Linked DNA regions of Tachysurus vachellii: region 1 is linked to region 2. A link is a contact called in public Hi-C data. All regions are on one chromosome and are shown on one strand. The core of a region is the stretch at or near the end of the contact, and the rest is flanking DNA. Distances in the headings are between cores, read along the strand shown. Region 1 holds the start of pigg (phosphatidylinositol glycan anchor biosynthesis class G). Region 2 holds the start of LOC132856167 (transmembrane protein 271-like).

Region 1 (3,747 bases), core at 1,113-3,612, 180 kb before region 2:
TGGCCTTTGTCCTTCTTTGAACTATCGGCCTGTGTGGAAATACGCAACCACGTTTATGATTTCAAGTAATTTACAGATCTAAAATATGGCACAAGGTGGTCACTCACCAAGCCATCAACCGACATGGTCCTACGCACTGGAGACATGACCACATCGTTGGATGCGGGTGGTCCAACTAATTCAGGGAGAGACAACCGTATGAAAAGTTCAGATCTCAGGACAGGCAAAGGAACGTGTTCAGAACTGATTTGATCACAGAAATGGGAAGTAAACCAGCAAGTGTTCTCTTACGTTTCTGTGATTTGAAGCGCTCTGCCTTGTGAAACGAAGCGACACCCTTCAGTTCGCCAGGTTTCAGCTCATATGTACCTGGTGGAGGAGCACAGCCTGGAAAATAACAGGAAGAATGAACAGATCTTTTTTTATCTGCATATCTGAAAGCGGTTACATGAAGGGACTGTAGTGTGTGTGACCTGTCAACACACAACTAAGGTTTAAACATAGCTGTCCTCTAAGACTGAAGGTCTGGGACACAGCCAGGCAGTCTAAACAATATGAAGAACACTTATATACACTGCAAATCACTACTTTACACTCTGATGCAATTTAGTACACACTCATCACAAAAAACAACCCCAAATATAACCTGTAACTTATCCATCTCTAATAAATGATACTGATATATGATATGTCCAAGGATGCTGTGGGAAAACCTGCAGGTTTGCTGTTTACACAATTATATTAAACACAACATACTTAGGATATTGCAGCTTATGTGAATAATGAATTCTAATCATTTACTTTTGGTATAAATGTCTACCATGAGGAAGCTAATATTTAATTAGCTGGTGTATTTTCTTGTTTTGTTTTTTTTTTAACTCAACTTCAAACTCGAGAAACTCTACGCTAGCTAGCTAGCTATTGTTGACGTTAGGCTAGTTGTTATGCTAGGACAACAAAAGTTAAACGTGTCCTATTACTTAAAATAGGTTTATGTAGCTAATGGTAGTCGATGGAGATTAAATAATAGTCTGTTTATTTCTGGTTCAACGTTAACTAGCTGCTTAGTCGTTAGTTTTTATATTTAGCATCAATACAAAGCTCAGAAATGTCTGACATGCGCGTGCTCGCTTCACTGACGTCACGTTCAACATAATTTACTAGTATTTATAATCTCACTAACATTTAATCTGGATATCATTGTTATTTTAAACGCGCTTTATTCAGCTAACACAGCACCGGATTGTGTTATCATGCTTACCAATGTGTTCATTAAATCTTTTCAACGGAGCCCTTGAAAACGACATGATTCCTAGACCCGAAGAGTTAAACTACAGCAGAAAACCTAATAAAAAAGCTAACAATAAAAAAAGGGAAAAAGGGAATAATGTCGGTAATTCACACAGCTTCAACAACTGCCGCTGAATTTTTTGAAACTCCTTCTGTAACCAATCAAAGCAATAGAGACCAAATAGACCAATAAGAATCTCTCAAAGCGTGACGAAAACAAAGACTGTCCAATCAGAAAGAACTTTCGTCATTGTACGTAGGCCGCCCATAAGAAAGCATGTAACCTTGTAAATATAGTGTTTGTTGTTGAGCACACATGAATTCATAGTATAGAAAGGAAATATATGTTAAATTAAATAAATAAATAAATAAATAAATAGTGAAAACTCTAAACGAGGACCATCATAAACACATAAAAGATTGATTAAATCCTTTTAGATCCTTTCATACAAAAACAATCCTACGTACTTAGTAAGTAAAGAATAAGTGCAAATGATGGCGAAAGATATACTATATATTTTGGTCAAAAAGCAGTTTCTAAATGAATGATATGCGATTATATTGTATTACATTAATTCCATGATATTTCCGATTTCTTACAACAGCTCAATAAAGTTTATATTCCCAAAACTACTGTATTATGGATTATTTCATGTCCAAAACAACAGAAATCCTGGTCAGGGTTGTGGCAGATCCTGAAGGCAGGAGATTTCACCCTGGAGAGGACACTGGTCCATTGCAGGGCACCATTCACACATGCATTCACACAACAGAGCAATTTGATTTTGGGGGATGACTGGGAAACCCAGAGGAAACCCATGTAAACAAAGGGCAATCAAACCTGTTAATTTGGAATTTAACAATAAACTAAGGGGATTCTATTTGTTACGTTAATATATACACTGTTTTGCTTAGTTTTAGTAGCAGGACAAAAAGCTTTCAAATCAGAAAAGTCTAGATTCATGCCCCATGATGTCTCGCCTCTCCTCTGGCTTTCCTCGTGTCTCTGTGTGTATGTTTGTGTGTCACGCGATTTGAACTTCTCGCTTGCCGTAGCGAGACTTTAATCAAAACACGGAAGTGTCAAAATACATCCTCGTTTAAAAGTCCATTGATTAAGAGTGTGCTGTTGGATATTAGAAACGGATCTAATCTAGATACGGTTTGCTGTTTTCTCAGCCAACTGATCGACTCTTTAAAATCAAGGTGTAGTATTGTGATGCTCGTGAACTTTGTTTTTGGTTAACTGGTTGGGGATTAAGGTCAGATATGTAGTGGAGTCATATGCTGTATGCTACTAGTGCTACTGCTAATAATAACAATAACAAACAATAACAAACAACAACCCCGATCTATCACCATGAAGCTGAGTTCATCAGTGTTCTCTGCCTTCTGTCTCATTATTGAGTTACTCGGCATTGTCCTTTTCTTGAGAGGTTTTTTTCCAGTTCCAATCAAGTCGTCTTTATCATCAAAGAGCAAATTATCAGACCTGCCAGCAGAACCAGTAGTAGGTAAGAAAGCGCTTCATTACTGAGATGTCACTTTCAATATCAATAGTGTGATCCTGGTCACCATCGTTTGCTCTTATGTTCTGGAGATGATCAGTAATATATATCATCAGCATATTGTCTTTCTTTTGCAGGAAGTAGCCCAAATTCGACCAAAGTGCCTCCTCCATTATTCAACAGAGTAGTCATTGTGTTAATAGATGCTTTAAGAGATGACTTTGTATTTGGGCCCAATGGGAAGAGGTTCATGCCCTACACCAGGAACCTAGTGGAGAGTGGATCATCTCATAGCTTCATCGCTAAAGCCAGACCACCGACTGTCACCATGCCTAGAATCAAGGTGAGTCTGTGCATGTGGCTGTGTAGAAATTTGTAGAAACTGTTTTTCAAAGCACATCATTACATCAGATGATTTGCTAATAATACTTTGTGTTGAATGGTGTGGATGTAATCATGCGTTATGTTCTCATAAATCACTCCTCTGATTTTAGATCAGATACAGATAGTATTTTGATACTTGGCACAACTGTAGTGGACAGCATGTCATGGCAGAGCTTGAGGGATCAGGGTTTGATCCTGAGTTGCAGATGCCGTCTGTCTGGTGTGCATGATTCTCCTTGCGCCTGTGGGATTTTTCTTTTGCTGCATCCCCAGACTTAATACCCTAAGTGTGAATGAGTGAGTGTGGTAACTCACAGCAGCCACTGAAGATGAGTATGATGAGAATGATATAGAATTTCTTGGACACCTCCAAAATGGTGACAACTGGCATTGGCTGTTTCGTTATGATTTGTAAGCTGTGAAATAAAATGTATTCGTGCAAGATTAGATCAATTCTAAAGAACTAGTATACTTCACAGTACACAATTAAAAACAAATGCAGTCCATTATTTTTTTACGATTTGCCCTGCTTGGTTAAAAATATGCTGTTATCTTATGCTCATAA
Region 2 (3,902 bases), core at 265-2,764:
CAAACGGAGGTAATATGACAATAAACCAACGGAGTGACATCAACCAACGTACATGGGCATAAGATGTTGTGTACAATCAGAGATTCAAAACAAGTGCTGTGTTAAAAAGTCACCAGGCCTTTATATTTATAATCTGAATATATATCTTACCATTTTAGTTCAGTTTTCCTACAGGCAGTTCACTGAGTGTAGCATGTACTTACTTGCCCACTTCCTATGACAAAGGGAGCAATGCGTTAATACATTCTGCTTATTATTTAGCCGAGAAAGGGACGCGTGTGCGTCTGATGTCCGGGGCCAGTGATTGTCACTGCAGATTAGAGATGTGGTTTTGTAACTTTCTCTCTGTTTTAACACTCAAACGCTTTGTTCCTCCTTTCTCCGGGGAATATGTCCTCGTAGGCCGGCGGTGAGTCGTTAGCTGGCGGATATGAGAAACCGTACACGTGGTGGAGCTCGTTTTGGGAAGGCACGTAGCCCGGTAGTTCGATAGACGGATGACCGCTTTTCCGCGCCTCTGCACCGTCCTCGCGCGCCTGGGAGCCGCACGCCGCTAAGCTGATATAGGAGACCGACCGAAAGTTGGCGGCCACTGTGAGCTCGCGCTCCTCGACAAGCAAGACCTCGCGCGCGCTGCGCCTGTGCGCTCTGCGCCTCCGGTAAACCTGAGCCGCCTGGTACCGCTTGATGACCACCAGGTTTACAAGCCCAATGAGGCACTCGAGCGCGTTAAGCACGGTGGACGCCACCAGGCCGCGCTGGTAATCCTTGAGGCGCCCGCACGCCGCAGGTACATCCAATGTGTCCAGGCAGTAGCGCGAGTACTTCCGCTCCACGAGTGACACGGCGTCTCCGTCTACCACCGCGCCCGAGAACGCAGTGAGCACGCCGAGCAGGAACACAAGAAGCCCAAAGAGGAAAAAATTGCGACACGCAGCTTTGCCCCTGCAGCAGAGCAACGCAATGGCCAGCAGTGACTGTCCAAGTCCGAGCAGGATTCCCGAGTAAAACGCACCAGCAGCCGCGCTCAGTTGGAAGTGCGCTTTTACTTTGGCTCCCAGAGAGAGACACTCGAACCCCACCACTGCTGCGCTCACGGCGCACGCGAATAGCAGGCTGCTGGAGACGACGGCGCACGCTCCTTTGCCACTCAACTTCATTATAATCCTCCTCTGACTCGTCCGGCCCGTCTCCCTCCTTCATCCTCCTTGGTCCTCTTCTCCAGCTCTTCTTGAAGTGCCCTCACAATGGGACATGACTTGCCGATGGCTGCTTGCAGAACGGAGGATGTGCGGAGCCACGTGCCGTGCCGCCGTTTGCCACCGCTTCCTCAACGGATGAATAATTGATGGGCAGGGCGCGCTCCTTCTGCGGTAACAGCCGCCCAAATCCAGCTTAAAGGTAGCGATTACCTTCATGACCTTCTCCCGCCATCCACTTCCGTAGGGCTTAGTCGTGAAGACCGAGAGGAAAGACTCTGCCTCCCGCTCTTACAGCCCTCCAGCGCGCGCCGCCGTGAGCAAGCGCACATCAGTGAGACTAGCTTTCAGTCTGAGCTTTGAACTCGCTCCACTCCGACTGGCTGCAAACTCGAGAATGCGACACGTAGTGATGCTTTCTTTCACTGCTTCCCCATTCTCAAACAGAATCTCGCTACAGATGGCTATACAGATACAGATTATATTTAGATGGCTTTCCCGATGTAAGCTGCTATAAGTAAAATGATGTTTTCAGCAGGAATATGGTTCAGAAACAGTGATTTGGACTATTATGAAGAAAGTGATGTAAAGTTCTGCTACGATCGTACATGCAAGGATGGCAAGTAAAGATAAAGACTATATCATGCAATATGCATAATAAAAGCTCCAAGAGCTGCCCATGGTGCTGAAACACTAGTGTTTTTTCAGGCGGAGCTGAGATTGGCTAATTAGGGAGTGGCTAATGTTACTTCTGTTCTGGTGATATGATAACTACATCCTTTTGAAATATAAGCCGTGTGGTTCTACGTGACTTTGTAATGATCAACGATATTTTATGAACCAAAGTCTTCTGCATGCAAAACCTTTATTGGGAAGATCAGTTTTTAACAGTTCTCCAAGACTAAGTATTGGAGAGCTGTTAAAAACTGATCTAGCATAACAGAAAAAAAAAATCTTAAATGTTTTATATTTATAATCCAGTGCCAAATGTCAAAATGTAAGGAAAAATAAGAGTTTAAAAGTTCTTTAGGCCAGAGGGTAAACAGTATTTGCACATCCGAGAACGTTCTGAAAAAGCAAATTCACTCAGTTACTCTGTGTGTGTGTGTGTGTGTGTGTGTGTGTGTGTGTGTTACTTTGTGTGTTCGGGAAGCACAAAGCTACATGGCATGGCATGCAAAGTCTCAAATTGAAATGAGAAAAGCTTTATCTTTCTGCAAAGTACAAGATTGTTTATATTCCTTTTGATTAACTGTTTTTATTTACCAACCCAATACATTCTCATTAAAACAGTTTAAATTATACAGAGAAGCTCTAATTTCAGCTATAGCAACCAACAATTATTCCCATGAGGGAGCTAATCACAGCAATTAAGCCAAGCTGCAGGTGTCAGCATGTCTCTGGCTTTTCTAAGGTTCGGGCTTCTTAACATGCAGCAAATGTACACCACTCACAAAAGTGTTCCTACTACAGTCTTACACACACTTAAAAGATAGCACACGTTAGGGTAATTATAGTATAGGTCTGGTTTGTTGGCACAATTACTTTTTGTGTAATGGTACTGGAAAACTCCAGAGTAAACACAATCATTACAGTTGCAAGCTGTTTTTCTTCCCCCAAGAGAAGAAGCAGGAAACCAGTGTAAACTAGGCCCTTGGTTCTAAATGGAAGTGAATCATATTCATTCAATCATCTCAGCTAACTATAAACACATACAGTCAAAAGGTACAAAGTGCTTTCATAATTAAATAGATGATAAATTGCTTTACAATCCACTTTTCTGAGAGTATCCTCAGTAATTAATATATACGTAATACTAAATACTTAATTTAGGTATATATATTAATATATATTTTGCCATATTGTCCATACCTAAATTAAGGACAGCAGGGATACTAATCCAGTTGAGATCTAAAATTAAAAAGGGCATTTTCTCTATTTAGAGTTTTTTACAGCACACTTAAGTGGCTCACTATGCAAAAATTATAAACTATCCAAAAAAAAAAAAAAACCTTTTGAATTTGGTAGTTTCTGACTTATTTTCAGTAATAACTTTATCCTAGTAGGGGTTGTAATGGATGTGGAGTTTATCCACACTCTTTCACTCCTAGAGGCAATTTATCTTAGCCAAAATACTCACTAGCAGGAAACCAGACAACCCAGAAGAAATCCACATGCACACTTTGAGAATAAGCAAGAAACTCCACACAGACATTAACCCAAGCTCGATGCTAACTTCTGCACCATCCCTCCTCACATTTCTGCAGCTTTAAATAAAATATCTCCTCACAGGAGAAATAATTGCTTTCCAAGCTCTGTAAATCCAAGGGAAAAAATGTTAGTGGACTACTAATATCCAACCAACCTGTTTGGTGGTCAGTTAGAAAAGCTCCTTCAAATGACTTTGTGTATTATATAATCCCCTGTAAAGGTATTGGAATGACAAGGCTAATTGTTTTGCTATACACTGAAGATATTCAGGTTTGAGTTTCCTTCTCTGGAAATGAAATGTTGCTCTGTTGGTTTAAGGTCTGGTGATTGACTTGGCCAGTATAAAACGCCCCACTTTTTCCCAGCAGGATGAAGTGCTTTGTTGAGTTAACAGTGTGTTTTAGGTCATTGTCTTGCTGCATAATGAAGGCTTAATAATGCTGCCTATTAAGAAATCAGATAAAGGTGGATGCATTTCTCAGTAAATTGGCA

What was found. Hi-C and Micro-C count contacts between places; a contact is called where the count stands out from the background.
Region 1: a contact with region 2 is called in a Hi-C map of blood, with 2.3 times the contacts expected there. The contact joins the promoter of pigg here to the promoter of LOC132856167 in region 2. A contact is called at or near these places in 2 of 3 Hi-C or Micro-C datasets (blood and muscle).

What each region holds. Positions count from the first base shown.
Region 1 is chr13:11,083,241-11,086,987 of HZAU_Pvac_v1, reverse strand. It overlaps pigg (phosphatidylinositol glycan anchor biosynthesis class G), which reads left to right and starts at 2,362. Exons shown (of 13, transcript XM_060884711.1): 1 at 2,362-2,804; 2 at 2,936-3,141. The coding sequence starts at 2,582. hmmr (hyaluronan-mediated motility receptor (RHAMM)) reads right to left here and starts at 1,440. Exons shown (of 19, transcript XM_060884712.1): 1 at 1,262-1,440; 2 at 292-387; 3 at 108-175; 4 at 1-29. The coding sequence starts at 1,307.
Region 2 is chr13:10,907,031-10,910,932 of HZAU_Pvac_v1, reverse strand. LOC132856167 (transmembrane protein 271-like) reads right to left here and starts at 1,514. Exons shown (of 1, transcript XM_060885626.1): 1 at 100-1,514. The coding sequence starts at 1,160. The coding sequence ends at 351.